Linked DNA regions of Zea mays: region 1 is linked to region 2. Evidence: chromatin contacts called from public Hi-C data. All regions are on one chromosome and are shown on one strand. Each heading gives the region's core, a stretch centred on a gene start, on an enhancer-like site or on the middle of the called end of the contact. The rest is flanking DNA. Distances are from core to core; before and after follow the strand shown.

Region 1 (4,461 bases), core at 202-2,701, 550 kb after region 2:
GTTGGATTCTTGTATTTTTGTATTTGTATTCAAATTTATGAGACAAGTTTAAGTTCGAAAAATAGAATTTGAAAATGGAAAGAGAAATAAGAAAAGAGAATGAAATAAAAAATGGAAAATACATTACAATGAAAAATATATATATATATATGTATATAAACAATTATAATTCTTCATGCTAGTACTTTATTTGTGCACTTAATTTGTGAAACTCACCAGCAAATTTGAATTCAAACTACCAAATTTGGAAATTTAGAAAGAGAGACAAAATTGAAATAGAAAAGAAAAAGATAAAGAAAACATGCATTGTGGGCCTAATCCACACCTGCTTGGCCCATCAAACCGGTCCAGCTTCCCTCGCCGGCTGACATGCGGGCCCACGACCAACACCACCACGCGGCCCATCCCTCTACGCTCTCGCGCCAGCAGACACCATGGACCCAATCGCTAGCCTCCCTACCCTCGTATGCGCTGGAGAACCCTGGTCGCGGGCAAATGGGACCATGCTGTTAGGTCATCTTCCCCAACAATTCCCTCATAACAGAACCTCCGCGGCTCCTGCTGACGTACTCATATGCCGATACCGCCGTGGGTGGTTACACCCTCCCTATCCATCGCGTGCTGCCCGTTGCTGGGGAGTTCTACCTTCTCGGACAATAAAACTGAGCTCGAACCTATCCTCCTGGCCATCTCCACGGTCAGGGCATGAGGGAGTTCGTCGTCGACATGATCACGCCACACCATTGTTGAGACCCTCAACGGCAAACTAGGGCGGTCAACGGTGCTCGCCTCTGGTGAGTCGCATCTTCACCAGGCGGGTGGGAGACTGGAGTCCAAGAAGTGCTCACCGGAGCCTAGGAGCCATGGCGCAGCCGCATCATCACGTGGACAAGGGTGCACACGCCGTCATTCTTCGGTGAGAAACCCCTCTGGGCTCCCATTATCATCCACGCATAGTATATACCCGAGTATTGTAGATATCGTCGCGTCGTGGTCTAGGAATTTATCACTGGAGTTCTCCCTCCGCCGCATAATCACACCACGCCATGGTCAGCACCAACACCACTCCGATGGGCGGTATGAACCCTCTCTGCATGTTCGCCATCTTCCCCTCTAAGTTTAGCACCGATCAATTTCAAGGTTGGGCGATTAGGCGTCGGATCGTGTGGCCGGCAGCGAAGCTCCGCCGCGGGTATGCCCTGCGGTGCCACCGTGTTCAGTTGGGGTTGGTGGCGTGGTCGCATCCGTTGATCTAGGGATCGGCGGCTAGGCTCAAACAAGCTATGGGACGTTGGTCTATCAGGGAACGGCCACGATTAGATATGTGAGAACTTTGTCATTTTAAATCAGTGCTGCAGATTGACGAATGGGTGGATCGGATGGTGTCGTTGCGGGGGGAATTTCGGGCCGTGGATCTCGGATCCAAGGGCAGGTATCACATACCGGTTCTGGTTTTACGGGATCTAATGCATGTCGTTGGTTTTAGATCGGGCAGCTGGGAATCAAGGACACCCTTTCAGCCGTGAAACAAATACAAAAGAGCCCTCGGTTTTCTTTTAAATCAACCCGCAGTCTGGGTATGTGGAGAGATCAGTACGGTTAGGTCCAGATTTTTCACGGGTTAAACCCTGAAGATTTAAGGAATAGCGCCCGTAGTCCATCCAGTTCAGAAATAATAAAATAAACATGGAAATTGATTCCCAAGTATAAAAATAATTCTTGAAATCTTAGAAAACTCATAATTTACGTGTTTTAACTTTGTTTTACTCTGTTCTGGTTGCGTTAGCTTCGTAATAAAATTACCTACGCAGTGATGACATTATTTGTACCATAAAACATATCTTTATAAATAGATAGAGGTTAGCCTATTATTAGTAGATTTATCCTTCCAACCAAAGTTAAATTAATCCATGACGATAATTGACTAAAATATGATTTCTAATCAAACTATAATCTAGGTTAAAGTTTAATTAATTATTTGGAGTATATTTTCTCATATGATGTATATTAACCAATTTATAATATAGTTTAATATTTAATCACGTAGATCTTCGGAAAATCGTACCTTTATAATCGTAACTCCGAATTTGGTGGTTCTCGAACTCACGATCTCGTAGCATCGCGTAGATTATTATTATGCGGTTTGTTCTTATGTTGGGTGTGATGTTAATTTTGCCTATACCATGTTTGTTGTATTGCTATGAATAGCAGTGAGTTCACGAGTCACTTGAAGACAAGTTGGTACCTGAAATCTTGAGTCTAAGACAAGTTGTGCCCTTGATCACTTTTCTTTACCCAATAATGTTCCTATTAATCACTATGACATGCTCAGTTTAATCTGATGGGACCAAATAGGTTTCTCTAGACTTGTTTATCCCACACCTTGTTTACCACTGAACTTTTGGGTAGTTTTGCTATTGCTCTACCTGGTTTGGGGATTAATATTACATTATGATCATGTTCCAGTTATACTGTTGTTTAATTATTGTTCATGACAAGATCATTGTGTTAATTGGAACATAGAGCTTAACTTGAGAAACACGTGCTACCATAAGGGTGGAATGGGACGCCCTTGGCTGACTAATTAGGAAAGCTAGTTGAGGACTACCTTACCCGAAAGGGGCAAGGGCAGTAGGGGAGTTGTCGGTATAGGAAGGTTCTCGGGGTGATCATGTTGCGATGGCTTTTCGGACGGGGGATTCCTATATTGCGCTTTCTAGAAACTGTAGTGGGTTTTCTGAAGCTAGTGAAACTTTGTAAAGGCCTCGTAGTGGATCCATATCCATTCACCGCGGAAGTGTCTAAGGGTCTAGCTAACCTTGGCTAGACGGGATACACGACTTGTGGGTAAAGGGCGCAACCTCTACAGAGTGTAAAACTGGTATATCAGCAGTGCTCGCGGTCATGAGCAGCTCAGGACTCTCGCATGATTAATTTATGGAACTAAACTTAATCTGTCATATGCATTGCATCGCGGGTGTTATTATCAATTGTGATCTCTTACTTAATTGAGTTGGTATCTACTTATACTTAGTAACTACTAATAAAATTTTGACCAACTCTAAAGCAATGCTCAGCTTTAACCATCTCCTTTAGTAAGCCTTACACTTCACATGAGCTCCCACTTTTGGTGAGTTCATGCACATTATTCCCCACAATTTGTTGAGCGATGAACGTATGTGAGCTCAACCTTGTTGTACTCACATCCCCCTAGGTCAAAAACAGGTACCACAGGAGGAGGCGCACGAAAGATGTTGTGATGAGTTTGTGAGTGGTATAGGTCGTCGTCTCCCAGTCAACTTTATGGTTGTTGGATCGTTGTCTGCATATGATATAATTATTTAGCTATTTTGTACATCACTTCTATTATATAGTAAAGATGTGACATTCGTTTCTGTACCATGAGTCATCATATGTGTGAGATTTGGTCCCAGCACACTTGGTGATTATTTCGCGCCCGGGTTTTGGTGCCCCTAAAACCCGGGTGTGACACTGCAGCTATCTACGGAGTTACTCGATCAAATGTTTGGCCTCGCATGGGCTTCCCCTTGCATAGGGACACCAACGAGAATTAGTTACAACCTTGAATGGTTCTAAATAACTCGATAAAAATACCGGCGCGTCAACAAAAATTTGCATCTCTACCTTTGTATTTAAGATTCCTTATTTATTATTTACTTAAGTTACAATCTCTTCTATTCCTAGTTTAGAATATATGATTGTAACTTAGGTTGTTTTAAACTCTTTTGCGGTACAGATAGCAATACTTAGACAAAATATATTTTGCACATTGTTATTTAGTTATTTACATAGGTTTTATTTTATAGAATTATTTGTGGTCTAGATTAATGAAAAATAGGAATTCTAGCTAACTCAGCTCTTAGGCGTCCGTAGTCGCCATAGGACATCGTGGTCCACCAACTGTAGCGTATGCTGGACCCGGCGTCCAGAAAGAGGAACGCCCTACACGAGACATTTGCGATTAGAAATTTCTCAATAGCGACCAACTGACTCAGCTCTTAAGATTCCGTAGTTACTCCAGCAGTTCCTCAAATAGAAGACTAAAGTGAAAATTGGGACAGCTAAAAAAACCCTAGGCATGAATTGGCCTTTTTTGTTGCATCAGCCATGTTTTCACTCGATAGAAGGGCTTGGCCCATATTAAACAAACATACGTGATTTCACCTTCTAGATCGCAGCATATTGTGCGACGTGATTTTCACACACTAAAATGCATGTACGAGGCGCTTGGGAGAGATTTCTTCTCCCTCATATTTGTGGGACGACAGGTCATATATGTGGGACACGAAAAAATGCGGGCATGAAGAGGGTGCTGTTGGAGTAATAAAAAATTGGGTTTCATCTCTAATATTGGTTTTAGGAAGATTTTGTGTGTTCTCTTGGAGATAGTTCCAAATGGAGCTATAGCGGGAGATAGCGGCTAAATTGTACAGCGGGAGA
Region 2 (4,002 bases), core at 865-3,364:
CGAAGAAAGAGAGAGATATTTATAAAACTTTCCTATCTGTCTTGATGGCGATGTCATGACCGACAACCAACAACCTATTGATCCATACAAGAGCATAATCTGCAGCTTTTTCAAAAACTACATTTGAAACCTCAAGGTTAGGAAGAGGCCTATGGAGGAACCAAAACAATTGTTTAAGTTACATTAAAATTAAACTGTACATTGTTTATCACAGAATATGACGCAAGATCGCAAAAATCTAATATCAATCAAGGACATTGAAAAATGATTAACAAATCAATTCTAAGCAATCAGGAAAAATGATTACACTGATTCAAATCAAATGATGTTAACTTCTATCAAGTTAACAGATCATACACATTGACTTGGTGCTACGAGTTGCTGAAGCATAATAATATGAACAATTGTCAACATCAAAAAACAAAAAAGGCATAGAGCACTCGGTACAAGGTAATGACATAAACACCTAAGCCTGCCTTGTATAAGGGATAGTATAACATTACTACAGGCTATGGAGACAAATGACACATGCTATGGTTTCACACATTAGGAACAGAGAAGGGGTGCACATACCTGGTGGGTGAGCGTCGCAGGCGGAAGTCCCAAAGGCCCGAGCACCGAGCGTAGGGCGGAGGCGACAACAACCATGGAAGGAGGAGATGGCGGATAGAAACCGAGGCCTAACGAAATACCAACCGAACCAATCCCGATGAATCCTAAACTGTTAGGGATAAGCGTGCATAAGTTAGTGCTCCTATTCCTTGCACGATGCAGCAATAAGCAATAGGGTGGTTGCGAGGAAAAACTTAAACGATCCGTCCGAGCAGCAAGGAACAGGGCACCTTACCTAGCAGCAAAGGGATTAAACCGGTAGAGATGTGGATTGAAACATTAATGTCTATTTGGATGGGGAGGCAGTTGCGGAGTTTGGTGGTGAGCGCATTGAAAACGGAGGTCGGCCAAGAGGTCATGGCGCGCCCACTCCTCTCCGTCGCGAATGTATGGCAGGGGCCTGCCATCAGAGTACCTGGCTTGCGAAGTGGCCGTGAGGAGCAGCTCATCCCACTTGGAAGCCTCGCGCTCGAGCCACTCGGCGCGGGCACACAGCGCGGCGACGTCGGCCTCGACATCGAAGAGGTGCGTGTGGAGGACGTTGGCCTCATTTGCGGCAGTGCCCGCGCTTCGTCCTAGCGTGACGTGATTGATGGTCGCGATGTCGGTCTCAGCAGCGTGTGGAGGAAAAAGCGTAGGGAGGCATCGAAGAGGTGCAATGTGATCGGTGGTCGCGATGTTATTGGTGCGAGCCCACGTCGTCGCCGTCTTGGTCGGTGCCGAGGAAGCGATGGTTGAATACGAGGGAGGGGGTCGCTGAGATAACGATGCTCGTGGGCGTGCAGGAGGAGCGCCATTGGTTTCTGTGTGCCGGTTGCGATGGTGATCAACAGTTGGAGATGATGGGGCAACTCTAGTTGAGGTGAGGGAGCGAGATCCTCGGCCCAGTTGCGGCGTCAGCTCTCTGATGGAGTGCGGGCCAGCACAGATGGAGCGCATGCCGAGTACGTGGGCGGCCCGGCGAGCGCAATGAAGCATGTGCGAGGATGAAAGGGAGCAGGGAGGAGGTTGGAAGGGGCGGGCGAGGCCAGGAAAGACAGAGGCGGGACATGCTGTAGGGGTGGACGTCCACATACGCTCTTATAGTGTAGTAGAGATTGATGGCTATGACTCCTAAAAGGCATTGAGTCGAGCATCGTATATAAAGAAGTAACAAAAAATGATATATTCTATAAATAAGATAGCTATAATATTGACACTTTCATAGGTCTATAGAATAATAACCGAGGTTACCCTTTTTAGAAGGACTAATAAATCTATAACTTGTCATCGCTTCCTATATATATTATAAAAATAAATAAAATAAAATACCAAAGACGACGGGAGTATTCTCCGACTCTCCTTGGTTGCGGCCGGCACCAAGTGGCTAGTGGGAGTGACGTCCGAATCAACTGTCACCGTGTGGCCACCGCGTGCGTGCTTGCCTCCACCACCAGCGCGACAGGCGCCAAGCATCCATGCTTGTCCTGTCTATTTCTACCGTCTCACCTCTCGTCCCGTCTTCTCCACGATGGGCCACGCCACACCACTGAGCACCCTTCCTCCCTGTTCTTGCCTCTGTCCTATACTACTACTACTACCCATCTTTAGCCGCCGCGTGCATGCAAGAAGAGAAATAGCCGCCGATCGATCAGCGCTCGACCGACCCGTCATCCTTGACGAACGACCAGCTAGGAAACAGGAGGCACCTTCTTTGCACGTGTCAGTGCCAGCCAGACGAACCCAAGGTGAGGCCTCGCTGTTCAGAACCCTTTAATGCCCCCCTCCTTTGTTTGGCGTGCCTCTGCTTCGTCTTCGTGGTATATAAATGCTTTCCCCTCTTCTGTGATCGCCTTTGTGCCTGCGCCATTGGGGCCTGTTTGGAGAGGGGGGTTGCCGTCCAAATCGAACCAGGCTCTGAACATCCGTAAAGCAACCCCCCTCTCCATTCCAAACAGGCCCTCCTGCCTCCGTTCCTGGTAAATCCTTGAATTCTCGTGCTCATCCGGGCCTTCTTGTTTGCTGTGTGTGTATGTAGACGTTAGCGCTTCTTCTTACATGGTTCTGAATTCTCATGTCGAATCGTTGTTTGCTAGTCTGTATTTTTTTTTCTGTGTGGTTGTGAATCGGACGAGAATGGGGAAAAAACGAAGGTGGTCAATTTTGTTTCCATCGCGAATCTGATGATCTTTTTCCCCACCCACACGGCTTGTTGTTGTTTGCGTCAGTAATGGAATAACTTTGGCTCTGTCATTGCATATCATTTTCAGCCGTCTGGCAGTTGAAGGGGAGTCCCGGTCTGCTCATTCTTTCGCAGTCTGATGATATATATGTATATTCTTTTGCGTTTGAAGGACTCCTGTGTGTTGTTAAATTAAACTGGTTTCCGCGTCCGTTAGGACTTAGGAGACCTCATCGCGTAACAGCCTTCCAAAAAAATAAAGAGAGCCCCCTTCTCAACCAGCTGCTGATTAATTGGTGCAGGGCTAGCTGTCAGGACGGCTCAGCTCCAGCTTTGCGGCCCTCCAGCTCTCCCCAGTTCAAGTTCAATATTGGCGAGCATGCGAGTTTGCCCTCTTCCGTCGTCGTCATCATCATCGTCCTCGCGATCCCGGCGTCCCTGTTTCGGCCTACGCCTCCCGTAGACAACAGTTGCGCCCTGCTCTCCGGCAAGCTATGGCCAAGCTGAGCTGCTTCCCCGCTCTGCTCCCCGGCAAGAGGAAGAAGAAGACACGCAAGATCACCGATGCTATCAAGGCCAGCGGCAACGAGTGCCCCAAGGTGAAGCCGGTCGAAGTCGAACTCATCGACCCGACGCTTGGTGCAGGCGTCGTCCAGGACGTCGTCCCCGCCGAGCTCTCGGTCCCCGTGGAGGACCGCAACAATAAGGAAGCGGCTGATCAACTGGTGTTGGTGAAGGAGAGCGATCTGTCAGATTTCGACTTCAGCTTCCACGCGGCCATGAAGCCCGTCCGGTCCGACAGTGACGTGGCACTGGACACCTCGGCCGACGCTGCGGTGGCGGACACATCGCCGAAGCTGAAGCGGTCTTGCTCCAACATCGAGACTAAGCGACCAGGCTCGCGTTCCGCGCCCGAGATGCCGGCCCGGTCGCGCTCCTACGGCGATCTGGGCAACCTGGTCGCCGGCCTCGCCCTGGACGCGACGGCGACCCCGCACGGCGCGCCGGAGGCCAGTCCGGCGTCCGTGAAGACGTCGCGCACTGCCGACCGCGTGATGCTGAAGAAGCGGTCGTCCAGCCAGGTGCTGCCCTCGCGCAGCCGGAAGCTCTGGTGGCGGCTCTTCCTCTGGAGCCACCGCAACCTGCACATGCCGCGGTCGGCGCGCACGGCCCACCGATCGTTCTCGCCTGGCCGCCACGACGGGTACACCTCGGACACGTTCGAGGAG

Evidence for each region. Hi-C and Micro-C count contacts between places; a contact is called where the count stands out from the background.
Region 1: a contact with region 2 is called in a Hi-C map of leaf mesophyll, with 4 times the contacts expected there. The contact joins the enhancer-like site here to the promoter of LOC100191600 in region 2. A contact is called at or near these places in 5 of 25 Hi-C or Micro-C datasets (bundle sheath, ear, leaf and 2 more).

Annotation. Positions count from the first base shown.
Region 1 is chr1:143,573,095-143,577,555 of Zm-B73-REFERENCE-NAM-5.0, forward strand. No RefSeq gene overlaps it. Among protein-coding and RNA genes, the nearest start is that of LOC100381809, 15 kb to the right of the region's middle. Within about 2 kb of position 1,452, at least 17 of the 20 cell types and tissues checked have an H3K27ac peak or open chromatin away from gene starts, as enhancers often do. A contact at or near this core is called in bundle sheath, ear, leaf and 2 more, where this site is marked.
Region 2 is chr1:143,020,461-143,024,462 of Zm-B73-REFERENCE-NAM-5.0, forward strand. LOC100191600 reads left to right here and starts at 2,115. Exons shown (of 4, transcript NM_001137029.2): 1 at 2,115-2,339; 2 at 3,076-4,002. The coding sequence starts at 3,268.